Linked DNA regions of Mus musculus: region 2 is linked to region 1. Evidence: chromatin contacts called from public Hi-C data. All regions are on one chromosome and are shown on one strand. Each heading gives the region's core, a stretch centred on a gene start, on an enhancer-like site or on the middle of the called end of the contact. The rest is flanking DNA. Distances are from core to core; before and after follow the strand shown.

Region 1 (6,371 bases), core at 2,572-5,071:
CACTACATGCCACTGTTTGGTCCAGATACTGTGGGCCTTCCTTCAACGTTATTTTTGCCTGCATGTATTTTTCTGCTCCTCCACCTCTCATTGCATTTTTGCTTCTGTTCAGTGTTTTGGGTTTTGTTTTGTTTAAGATTTAAATCGTTTGTATAAACGTAGGGGCATCTATGTGCGCATGCAAGTGCAGGAACACAGGAAGTCCACAAGAGGGCAGAAGAGCCCCCTGGAGGTGTACAGGCAGTTCTGAACGGCTTGAGTTCTGGACATTGAACTTGGGTTCTCCGCGGGAGCACCAGGCGCTCCTAACCACTGAACCATCCGTCTAGACTCTTCTGAGAGTCTTTAAGTTATGTCCTTTACATGCACTTTCTTTTCTTGGAATAATTAACCTAGAAATTTCCCCTGCCCATTTAACTTCACATGGGCATCAGCGGATCTGTACTACTACCAAATAACACAGGAAAAGTACAATAATGGCTCCTGACACTCTTCCTGTCTAGATTCTATCACTAACTGGCAACATAATATATAATATCATTGCTTGGGATGATGCCAATGCTAATTGGACAACACTGCCTTGTGGGTGGTAAATTTAGTGCTTACCTAAATTTACACCATGGTGTTTGCCCTTTCCTCCCATAATCCCTCCCTGGAGTTTAAACTTCATCAGCCCTTTATTGGTGGTGAGTTTTCTTCAGCATGTCTCTCATTCCTAGAAGACGGGGTTCCCTGCCCACCCAGTGCGCATGCGCGGGCCACACCCCCCGGGGGGGGCTCTCACGGGCTGTCTTTAGAAGCCCACTGTGTCCAAGCAGCATTCTTTCACGGGCAATGTTTTTGACTCTCTGGATGTTCTTCAGACAGTCCCACACCAAATTACATTTCACATACAGTAAACGGCCCCTCTAGAAGGTGTACAAGCCGGTGTACTTTGACCGTCGTCATCTGGGACACTGGAACATCGCAACTAAGCCACCGAGCATGCTCTCCTTAGACCCCGCTCGTTCATGAGGTTCCTGATTTGCTTTTTGTCACAAAAACGAGCTTGTACTTTAGAGAATTCTGTATAAATATAATTACAAAGTATTTTCTTTCTATCTGGATTCCTTCACTCTGAATAATCGTTTGAGATTCGTGTAAGCTATTACAGGAACCAATTCTTTGTTCATTTGAATACTGAGCCGCATCCCACTGCGTACCCCAGCCACAATTTATTGTTCAGGTTGTTTCCAGTTTGGGGTGTTACAATAAAAGTTGCTAAGACGATTCGGTATGAGTTTAGTCATGGATATACACCTTCATTTCTCTTGGTGTGGTATGACTGGAGGGATGCTGGGTGAATGTTAATTTTCAAAATATTGCCAGATTGGTTTTCAAAATGGCCGTACCATTTTACATTCCCACCGACAGTGTAATCGCTGCTGCGGTTGCTGGCGTGTTGCTAACCTGATAGAGTCTTTTAATTTTTGCTGTTCTAAAGGTTTATTAGAGCAGTCTATTACCACAGCTTTAATTTGCATTTCTCCTAATTACTAATATGGTGAGCAGCTTTTCAAATGATTACCTGCCATCTGTAGGCTTGCTTTAGTGAGGCACCTATTTGTACCACTGCCCAGTTTTAATTGAACCTTTGTCTTCCTGTCCTGGGTCGTAAGACTTCTTAAGTGTTCAAAATACATGACATGAAAGTAGAAAGAAGATTATGGACAAAGAGAAATAAGGGAGAGAGTAATGGGGGAGGTGACCAAATCTCATTGTGTGCGGGCGTACCTGTGCGTGTGTGTGTGTGTGTGTGTGTGTGTGTGTGTGTGTGTGTGTGTTTGTGCATGTGTGTGTAAAAACAGAGAAATGGGGCTGGGGAGTGGTTAAGAGCACTGGCTGTTCTTTCTGAGGACCCAGGTTCAATTTCCATCACCCAGATGGCTCACAAGTGTCAGAAAATCCAACACCTTCTGGCCTCCACAGGCATGGTATGAATGTGATGCATATGCATATACATACAAATATTTCTTTTTTAAATTTATTTCTTTTGTCTGCATTGGTGTGTCTGTGTGAGTGTCAGATCCCCTGGAACTGGAATTACAGACAGTTATGAGCCACCATATGAGAGCTGGGAATTGAACCCAGTTCCTCTGAGACAACAGCCAGTGCTCATAACCAACCACTCAGCATCTCTCCAGCCCCATAAAAACCTTCCTCTTTCTTTCTCTCCCTTTCTCTCTCCCTTTCTCTCTCCCTTTCTCTCTCCCTTTCTCTCTCCCTTTCTCTCTCTCTCTCTCTCTCTCTCTCTCCCTTTCTCTCTCTCTCTCTTTCCTTTTTTCCTTTCTCCCCCAACCCTGAGACAGGGTTTCTCTGCGTAGCCCAGGCTGGCCTGGAACTCACTCTGTAGACCAGGCTGGCCTGGAACTCAGAAATCCTCCTGCCTCTGCCTCCCAAGTGCTGGAATTAAAGGTATGCACCACCACTGCCCGGCCATAAAAACCTTTCTTAAAAAATAAAAATAATAGAAGCTTTGTAATGATTTGCTTGTTGATACAGGTTCTGTCTCCCTGTAGCCCAGACTGGCATGGAGTGCATTATGTAGCCAAGGATTACCCTGAACTTCTGATCGTTCCATGTTCAGAGTGTAGGGGTTACAACAAGCATTTTGCGTTAAGTTCTCTCTCTGGTGCCTAGGCTGGCCTTGAGAGCCGCCTTCTTCAGCCTCCTGAAGCTGCAGCACCACGCTAGGCTCAATTTTCATTTTCTTAAACTTTTTTTGTTTTTTTCAAGATAGGGTTTCTCTTTATGTAGCCCTGTCTGTCCCTAAACTCACTATATAGACCAGGTTGGCCTCAAACTCACAGAGATCCACCTGTCCCCACCTCCCTAGTGCTGAGACTAAAGGTGTATGCTACTACCACCTGGCTAAATTTTTACTTTTTTATCAAGTTCAATATATTAAGCGTTTCTTACATCATTTAAGAAACTGTTGCCAAACTGAAGGTCACTTGGATTCCCTTCTGCACCTGTAGATTTCAGTCTTCTCTCCGCTTAGGCCCCTGGTTATCAACTTAGGGACTATGACCCCTGGGTGAGGGGCCCATACCAGACATTTCTGTTACAATTCATAACAGTAGCAAAAATACAGTTTTATGCTTGGACGTCGCCGCACCATGTACGGAAGGGTCACAGCATGAGGAAGGTTAAGGAGTCTCCATTTCTAGTAAATGCAGCTGGAGAGGTCACTGTCAACGCCTGTATTTCTTGCAACCATTAAGTGAACAGATTGCACTGTCCCCATTGAATGTCACCCTGGTCACACATCCGCTGGCCTCATACATGTAGATCCACGTCTGGACTCTTGTCCCACTGACCTGCAAGTGTTCTTTATACAACGCTCCCTCTCCTGGCTACTGTATACACCTCACGGCAGGTGGTGTGAACCCTCCCCCACCTGCTTCTTCCTAAAAATGTCCTTACTTCCATATAAATTTTTAAATCCATGGTCAGTTTCTATAAAAACAACAAATAAATAAATAAATAAATAAATAAATAAATGAGAGAGGGGGAAAACTCAACTTTTCTGAGATTTTGATTGGAAATGATGTTGAATTTTAAAACAAATCGGGGAGGTTCGGTGTCTCAGTATTGCATGGCTTCTGACCCTCAGCAAGGATGGTTCTGTCTCAGTATTCCCGCACTCTGAGTGTCTGTGGGCTCCTGTCCCTGCTCACCATCTTTGTTGATATAGCTGTCCTAACTGTCATGGGAGGTACAGGCACACAGAAACAACTGTCCCACTACACTGGGTGGATGTCATACCCTATGAATGACATAAATTGGGTCACAGTGCCCTACCCTCCTCACCGCCCACTCCCTAACCAGGCCACATCCTGCTGTGTTGACAGTTTGGATTTCTTTAAGTCTAGAGTGGAACTTTTCAAATCAGTTCCACTGGAGAATTTGCAGGCAGTAAGCTGCATTAAAGTATATAACTTAAAAAGTTGGTCGGGGGGCTGGTGAGGTGGCTCAGTGGGTAAGAGCACCCGACTGCTCTTCCGAAGGTCCGAAGTTCAAATCCCAGCAACCACATGGTGGCTTACAACCATCCGTAACGAAATCTGACTCCCTCTTCTGGAGTGTCTGAAGACAGCAACAGTGTACTTACATATAATAAATAAATAAACAAATAAATAAATAAATAAATAAAATCTTAAAAAAAAAAAAAAGTTGGTCGGACTCTCGTTCACGAATCCCTCAGCACAGCATCCATGGCTCATTCCTGTCAGTCTTGGAACCTCCCGTGCCCTGCACCTGGTCTTGGAACCTCCTGTGCCCTGCACCCTGTGCCTTCCTTCACTCTCCCTGCAGAGAAAGACTGACCTGCCCCTCAGTTACGAACCACTAACTTCACTCTCTTATGGAAGGAACCATGCAACAGGGTCTCCTTTGTAGGCTACCTTGGTTGGTTGGTTGGTTGGTTGGTTGGTTGGTTGGTTTTTCGAGACAGGGTTTCTCTGTAGAGCTCTGGCTGTCCTAGAACTCACTCTGTAGACCAGGCTGGCCTCGAACTCAGAGAGCACCTCCTGCCTCTGCCTCCCGAGTGCTGGGATTTGGGTGTGAGCTACTATGTCAGTGTTTCAGTAGGAGTGCTGGGAATCCAAACTCACGCCCTTATGCTTACACAAGCATTACCTACTAAGCCGTGTCTCTCCAGGTCCTCAACTGGCTCCTTTTACATTGCTGCATGGTACTCCATTATAGGGCTGTGTCTTTTTTTTTTTTTTTTTTTTTAAAGACATTTTGTTTAAGACAAGGTCTTGTGTGGCCTGGCTGGCCTGGAGTTTGCTACATAGTGTTGGATGAAGTTGAACTCCTGATTCTCACATCTCAACCTCCCAGTGCTGGGCCCACAGGCATGTGACATTATGCCCTTCTGGAATGCCACATTCTGTCTGTCTATCCATCTGTTGACAGACATCTGGTCTGTGTTGTAGTCTGGGGCCATCACAAATGGCGAGGTTGGTAGCATTCCAGTGCAGGCCTGTGTTGACACAGCCTTATTATTCTGTATATGTGCCCAGTGACCAAGGCTGAGAACTGTCTGTCGCCTGTGCCCTCCAGTCCTCCTCAGACTCTTTCATGAGGCAGCTCTCGGCCTTCACTCATTTTTATGAGGCATCTACTGTCTCACTGTTAGTCATAAAAACCTTATATTCTGCACATAAATCTAGCCGAGGACTGAATTTTTACTGCTGGGTATTCTACACCGGGTATTAAGTACCTTCCCATTCTGAGTTTTACCGTTTTACTCTTTTGTTTTGTTTTTTTTTAAAAGATTTATTTATTCATTTTATGTGAGTACATCGGCACTGTCTTCAGACACATCAGAAGAGGGCATCAGATCCCGTTACGGATGGTTGTGATCCACCATGTGGTTGCTGGGAATTGAACTCAGGACCTCTGGAAGAGCAATCAGTGCTCTTAACCGCTGAGCCATCTCTCCAGCCCTGTTTTATTCTCTTAATTACATCTTTTGAATAGCAGGCAGTTTTAATTTTGGTAAAAATTATCTTTTTTTCTTTTTCTTTTTTGGTAACTGAATCCATAGCTTACTGCGGGCTAGGCAAGCAGCCCAACCCTGAGCCAGAGCCCCAAGTTCAACAGTTTTGATCTTTCAGCTTATTCTCCTCCCTCCCTCCCTCCCTCCCTCCCTCCCTCCCTCCCTCCCTCCCTCCCTCCCTCTCTCTCTCCTTCCCTTCCTCCCTCCCTCTCTTTCTTCTCCTCTCCTCTCCTCTCCTCTCCTCTCCTCTCCTCTCCTCTCCTCTCCTCTCCTCTTTTCCCTCTCTATCTCTCTGTTTTGCTTTCTCTATGTAGCTCTGGCTGTCCTGGAACCCAGTCTGTAGATCAGGCTGGTCTTGAATTCACAGAGATGCCTCTGCCTCCTCTGCCTCTGCCTCTGCCTCTCGGGTGCCAGGATGTTTCAGCTCATGCATCTTACAGCCTACCTTACAATCTTTGTACAAGTACCTTTGCCGGTTTGTTTTGGTTTTGGAACTCTATCCCATGTTGGCTTTACACTCATGGGAATCCTCCTGCCTGAGTTTTCCAAGTGCTGAAATTACTGCTGTGAGCCATCACACCTGATGGTGTTCTTTCAACTTATAAAAGTAAACTGTGTTATTATGACTTTTATTCATTCAAACAGGGTTTTCCATTTACATCCTATCCATGTCTTATGTCTGTACCTTCTTGCTTTAAATTGCTGTGTATCATCTATGACATCGCCCTGCCTCTTGCCCACTCACCCCTACCCTCCGTCTATGACATCATCCCACCTCTTGCCTACTCACCCCCATCCTCAGGGCAGAAGGCCACTCCCTCTA
Region 2 (6,371 bases), core at 1,094-3,593, 460 kb after region 1:
CTCAAAGGGCTGGGCTCCCAGCAGGAACACTGGCTTTCATGCCATGCCACCTGCCCCTCTTTCTTCAGTATCCAGGGGTACCTCTGGGGCCCATGTCCCATGCCAGCGTGCCAACCTGACCACAGATCATTTCACTGTTTGTACTCAGTAATCAAGATGAGACTGCTTCTTCCTGTAATTCCCTCCTACCCGTGCGATGGGCTCTAAATTCAGTCTTCTCTGACTGCTTATATCCACCGTGAGTCCCCCACCCCCTTCATTTTCTTGGCAACCTCTCACCCCCATTTTTTAATCGATTTGTTCTTCCATTTCATCTATCCTGCCCAGCCTGCACCTGAGACAGCCCAACCCTTCAGGCCGGGCCTTCCCATCAATGTCTGGCCTGCTGTGTGCTCCTGAGAAAAGTAGCAGTAGGAGCCAGTGCTTCTTCTGCAGCCAGCTGTCTAGGCTGCTGACTGTCTAGGCTGCTGACTGTCTAGGCTGCTGACTGTCTAGGCTGCTGGCTGTCTAGGCTGCTGGCTGTCTAGGCTCTGACTGTCTAGGCTGCTGACTGTCTAGGCTTCTGACTGTCTAGGCTTCTGACTGTCTAGGCTTCTGACTGTCTAGGCTGCTGACTGTCTAGGCTGCTGGCTGTCTAGGCTGCTGGCTGTCTAGGCTTCTGACTGTCTAGGCTGCTGACTGTCTAGGCTGCTGACTGTCTAGGCTTCTGACTGTCTAGGCTTCTGACTGTCTAGGCTGCTGGCTGTCTAGGCTGCTGGCTGTCTAGGCTGCTGACTGTCTAGGCTTCTGACTGTCTAGGCTGCTGACTGTCTAGGCTGCTGACTGTCTAGGCTGCTGACTGTCTAGGCTTCTGACTGTCTAGGCTGCTGACTGTCTAGGCTGCTGGCTGTCTAGGCTGCTGACTGTCTAGGCTTCTGACTGTCTAGGCTGCTGACTGTCTAGGCTGCTGGCTGTCTAGGCTGCTGACTGTCTAGGCTTCTGACTGTCTAGGCTGCTGGCTGTCTAGGCTTCTGACTGTCTAGGCTGCTGACTGTCTAGGCTGCTGGCTGTCTAGGCTGCTGACTGTCTAGGCTTCTGACTGTCTAGGCTGCTGACTGTCTAGGCTGCTGGCTGTCTAGGCTGCTGACTGTCTAGGCTGCTGGCTGTCTAGGCTTCTGACTGTCTAGGCTTCTGACTGTCTAGGCTGCTGACTGTCTAGGCTGCTGGCTGTCTAGGCTGCTGACTGTCTAGGCTTCTGACTGTCTAGGCTGCTGACTGTCTAGGCTGCTGACTGTCTAGGCTGCTGGCTGTCTAGGCTGCTGACTGTCTAGGCTGCTGGCTGTCTAGGCTTCTGACTGTCTAGGCTTCTGACTGTCTAGGCTTCTGACTGTCTAGGCTGCTGACTGTCTAGGCTGCTGACTGTCTAGGCTGCTGACTGTCTAGGCTGCTGGCTGTCTAGGCTGCTGACTGTCTAGGCTGCTGGCTGTCTAGGCTTCTGACTGTCTAGGCTTCTGACTGTCTAGGCTTCTGACTGTCTAGGCTGCTGGCTGTCTAGGCTGCTGGCTGTCTAGGCTTCTGACTGTCTAGGCTGCTGACTGTCTGTCTAGGCTTCTGATTGTCTAGGCTGCTGACTGTCTAGGCTGCTGGCTGTCTAGGCTGCTGACTGTCTAGGCTGCTGACTGTCTAGGCTGCTGGCTGTCTAGGCTGCTGACTGTCTAGGCTGCTGGCTGTCTAGGCTTCTGACTGTCTAGGCTTCTGACTGTCTAGGCTTCTGACTGTCTAGGCTGCTGGCTGTCTAGGCTGCTGACTGTTTAGGCTGCTGACTGTCTAGGCTGCTGCACAGCCCACAAACTTTCCCTTTCCCACAGCAGCACACCTGAACTCTGACCTCCATTCCCTCTCCATCCATCTTAACAAATGGTACCGCCTGTCTCTCCTTCCTACAGCCAGCACTTTTCTGTAGCTCTAAAGGAAAAACTAGAAAAGAATAGATGTTGGAGGTGAAGGGAGAAACTGTTTCTACAAATAAATAGTCAGCGGTGGCCAGTGGTCAGCCTTGCCTTGGCCTCTAATGATTGTGATGGGGCCAATGTTTAAAGAGCAATTGGTTTATCTTGCTCTTCTTCCTTGGAGAGTCTGGTCCCTCCTCTTTTCTGCCTTTACTCCTACAAGTCCTTTTCTGCAGTCACATGTTCATGATCTCTTAGTGGTCCCCCACACACCTCCCAGCCCCCCCAAGTATCAACCCTTCATCTTCCTGATACTCTGGAAACTACTGCCCTGGATTTCACGACCTCTGTATCAGCTCCTGTCTTCAGGACCTGCCCACTAGCCTTCACATGCAGATACTTAACCAATCACCATCTGGCTTCCCGGGGGATGAGGTGCCTGGGAAACCACAGTCCTGAGCACACTTGGGGTTAGCTTGAGAGATTCAGCACCCAGCTTCTCTTCCTGGCTACCACAGGCCTGGCCACAGTGGCCTGTTTTCTCCACAGCACCTCTGTGTGTTCTAAGAATCTTGCTTTAAACTAACTTTCTTTTCAGATTTATTTATTATATATATATATGAGTACACTGTCCTCATGTACACCAGAAGGCACCAGATCCCATTACGGATGGATTGAGCCACCATGCGGGTGCTAGGAATTGAACTCAAGACCTCTGGAAGAGCAGTCAGTGCTCTTAACTGCTGAGCCATCTCTCCAGCCCTAAACTGTAACTTTTAAGGCCCCCTGGGATGTCCAATTACTGAGTGAGGGGCCTCAGAAGTGGGCAGTGGTAGGCTCTGCACAGGGGCCAGGAAGAGCCACCACACCCATGGCTACAGGCTGGAGGCTGTCCTGGAGCAGTTCCCTGAAACATGCCTGGCTTGGGTCATATTGTCCCGTGAATGTTCTTGGGGGTGCAGCATGTAGAAGATGGCCCAGTGGACCTCATGTGGCACATCTGCTTGTCTCCTGCTCTGTCTCCCACTCTGGCTTACCAGCATCTCTAGGGCCTGGGCTGTGCTTTTTCCTGTGTCCTCCCATCACCTCTCACTGGTCTCTTCCCATTCTTTCTCACAGCATATTGCCTGTTCCTCATACTGGGCGAGTCTTGCAGGGGCTGCCGCCTCTTCCACGGCTGTGGGAAGTCAGCTCTTGCCCCTCTGCTCACACCCCCAATCTCTTCTTGCTCCCTTTCTGCTCAGAACCTGTCACCTTCCAGACCTGATCAGTGTCCCTCTCTGCACGCTGCTCACAGGCTTCCTTCCATAGACAGATGGCTGGTATTGCTTAAACAATTAAGTTATTATTATCACCACTGTTGTGATTTGCAGTGTTGGGGTCTGAGTCCAGCAGCCTCATGCATAAGGTAGAGATTCAGCAATAAGCTGTGTTCTCAGCCCCAAACCTGATGGGAAATGAGGAAGTAGTTAGGGATTCACTCCTCTCTGTACCCCGGGGTCACGTTTCTCTTCTTTAATTTTCCCCCAAATTTGGTCTATTTTCCCTCTGTTGGTTTGGAAGATTTCTCTTTCTTTCTCCCCACCTTCCTTTCTATCATCCCTCTAGGCTCTAAAAAGTTTATGCTTATGTAACATAAAGAATGCAGCCGGGCAGTGGTGGTGCATGCCTTTAATCCCAGCACTTGGGAGGCAGAGGCAGGCAGATTTCTGAGTTCGAGGCCAGCCAGGGCTGTACAGAGAAACCCTGTCTTGAAAAACAAAAACAAAACCCAAAAAACAAAAACAAACAAACAAACAAGAATGCAAAGCAGAGAGGCTGAGTTAGAAGCACCAGACACATATGAAGCACAATGTGAGATATATATATATATGTGTGTGTACAATATATATCACATATATATCATACATATATATTTCACATGACATATAATAAGTATAATATATTATATATGTGCATGTATTACATATACATAGATGTATATAATGTATATCTGCATATATTATGTGTATATACATATAATATAAACACACATATAATGTATATAATGTACAACACATGTATATATGCATATGATATATACATATACTATAATATATTATATATATATATATATATATATATATATATATATCAAATGGGCCAGGTCCCTAAGCAACTTGAGGAATGCGTATTTTGCACTGACTTGTCTTGGGAAGGGGGTGGGCACACATTTCAGAATCCAAGGTAAGGCTTTGGTTTTGTACAACTGAGGTCAACGACTGGCATTCCTTGTCACCAAGTGTCACAGCAAGTGCCCCTTGAATAAAGCTGTAGAGGATGATGGATATGATTGATTTGTTTTCAAACAGCTCGTGGTGTGAGTGTTGTGTGTGTGTGTGTGTCAGATATTGAAGAGTCAAGAAGAGGCAGGGATTAATCATTCCTGGGAAATGGATTTGTGCAGATTCATCAGATTTTTGCTCTCAACTTTTTATGTGTGGAAATTTCCACATCAATAATATAAAGAAGCCTGGTGTGTGTGTGTGTGTGTGTGTGTGTGTGTGTGTGTGTGTGTGATCTCAGATAAGAACTTTCAAAATGCTTTGGCAAATCTCTAGCATTTACTCCCACGTCCCTCCTCTCCTCCCCTCTTTTCTCATTTCTCCACCCCCCCTTCCTTGGTGTGTGCACAGGTGCACCTGGAGAGGCCACAGGAGGACACCCTGTATCTTCCTCTCAATCTCCACCTACTATTCCCTTGAGAGCGGGAACCTGGAGATAGTTGTTTTCAGCCAGGCTGGTAACCTGCCTGCCCCTGGGATCTTCTTGCCTTCCTTTTTCCACTTATCCTGCACTGGGTTTATACTTCCGCTCTCACCTCGCCAAATGCTGAGACTACACTATACCATTATACCCAGTGACACTTGTGACAGGATTATGTAGCCCTGACTTTCCTGGAACTCACTATATAGACCAGGTTTGACCTTGAACTCACAGAGGTCCACCTGCCTCTGCCTCCTGAGTGCTGGAATTAGAGGTGTACGCCACCATGCCAGGTTTGTAATATTTTAAGAGAAGCTTTGCAGTTGTTTACAGGTGTATCTGAGCTTTACCCAATCCCTACCCCCAACCCCGCCCCCCACCCCTGCTCCTGAGCCCTTACAACCCAAAAGAAGGTGGCCCCTGGGAAATGTGAAGCTCCTGCTTCAGGATGGATACCGTGTTCTCACGTCCGTGTTGAGGACTGAAGATGGTGACTTTAGGGACCACCCCGGTCCTAACTGTCATACTAACCATAATCTGACACAATTGTATACATGCATATACACATGATGCTTAACAGCAGAGATGCATGCGGTCCGGGAACTGAGAGTCAGTAGATGATCTCATCACCGTGTGAACACCGGTCAGTTCCCGTACTCTAAGAAGGCCGTGAGGACAAGGCACCAGAATCACATGTGGGGCTCATCATAGACTGCACATAGTCACGCAGCACTGGGCTCTACACAGCTTGCAAAAATAGCCCCGAGAGTTCCCATGGCGTCCAGAATCCCAAGGCACTGCTCTGGGACGCTCCAGCCCATGAGTCTCTGTTCCTGAATAGCAACCAACAGAAGACAGGGTGTGTCTGCTTCACTGACGTACCCTTCATAGAGATGCCTCGTGTTCTTGGTTTGTACTGATTGTCAGGTATGAAGATGACAGAGAGTATATATTGCCACAGAGCCTGTGGAGACTGGAGGCTGTTGGTCAGCATTCCTTTCTTAGAGAGCTGTGTGATAAGTTTCTCATGGAATCTAGTGCCAGGAAAAAGTTTATTCTCCAGAGAATAAGTCCCTTCTTTCTGCCACGCAATGACAATTATGTAAACTACCTCCCTTTCGAGCCAGGGTCTCACACTGTAGCCCAGGTCTTGAGCTCATGGCAATGCTCCTGCCTCGGTCTCCCAAGTGTAGGGGTACTCACTATTGTACTTCTCTCTTTCCCTTTTTGCCTTGGCTAGCAGATGTTCAGAGGTGCTTTAATGTGTCACCCGAGTCACCACCTTCGTGAACATTTCTTATGTAATTTCTCCCTCCCTTGAAATAGTTTCTCATTGTTTTGCCTTCATTTTGATTGTATAGGTCCCTTACCCACAATTCTAAAATGTAGAGGGGTGTGTGTGTGTGTGTGTGTGTGTGTGTGTGTGAGAGAGAGAGAGAGAGAGAGAGAGAGAGAGAGATTCATGTTTTTAAATTCATGAAGCCTGGTTTGAATATTCACAAATCACTGTAGAATACTAATGTGCTTGATTTCAGGGCACTGCCCCAGACCTCCTGGGGATGTTATATAATATACAGCATGCACTTTTCTAAAACCTGCACGATTCTGAGTTCTGAATTGCAGCTAACACTGAGGATTTCAGACAGGAGCCTGGGGCCCCGACAGTGAGAGAGTGGATGTGGGAAGTTCCTCAGATCC

What was found. A called contact is a pair of places that touch in the nucleus more often than the background predicts.
Region 2: a contact with region 1 is called in a Hi-C map of the MNK3 cell line, with 4 times the contacts expected there. The contact joins two enhancer-like sites. A contact is called at or near these places in 1 of 15 datasets of contacts at CTCF or cohesin (embryonic stem cells), 7 of 484 Hi-C or Micro-C datasets (B cells, the MNK3 cell line, brown adipocytes and 3 more) and 1 of 9 other capture datasets (embryonic stem cells).

The regions. Positions count from the first base shown.
Region 1 is chr4:118,089,905-118,096,275 of GRCm38.p6, forward strand. The region is part of intron 2 of St3gal3 (ST3 beta-galactoside alpha-2,3-sialyltransferase 3); the gene reads right to left. Among named protein-coding and RNA genes, the nearest start is that of St3gal3, 42 kb to the right of the region's middle. Within about 2 kb of position 3,822, at least 1 of the 459 cell types and tissues checked has an H3K27ac peak or open chromatin away from gene starts, as enhancers often do. A contact at or near this core is called in the MNK3 cell line, where this site is marked.
Region 2 is chr4:118,555,283-118,561,653 of GRCm38.p6, forward strand. The region is part of intron 22 of Cfap57 (cilia and flagella associated protein 57); the gene reads right to left. The region is part of intron 1 of Gm52677 (a long non-coding RNA gene); the gene reads left to right. Among named protein-coding and RNA genes, the nearest start is that of Gm52677, 4.1 kb to the left of the region's middle. Within about 2 kb of position 2,344, at least 1 of the 459 cell types and tissues checked has an H3K27ac peak or open chromatin away from gene starts, as enhancers often do. A contact at or near this core is called in the MNK3 cell line, where this site is marked.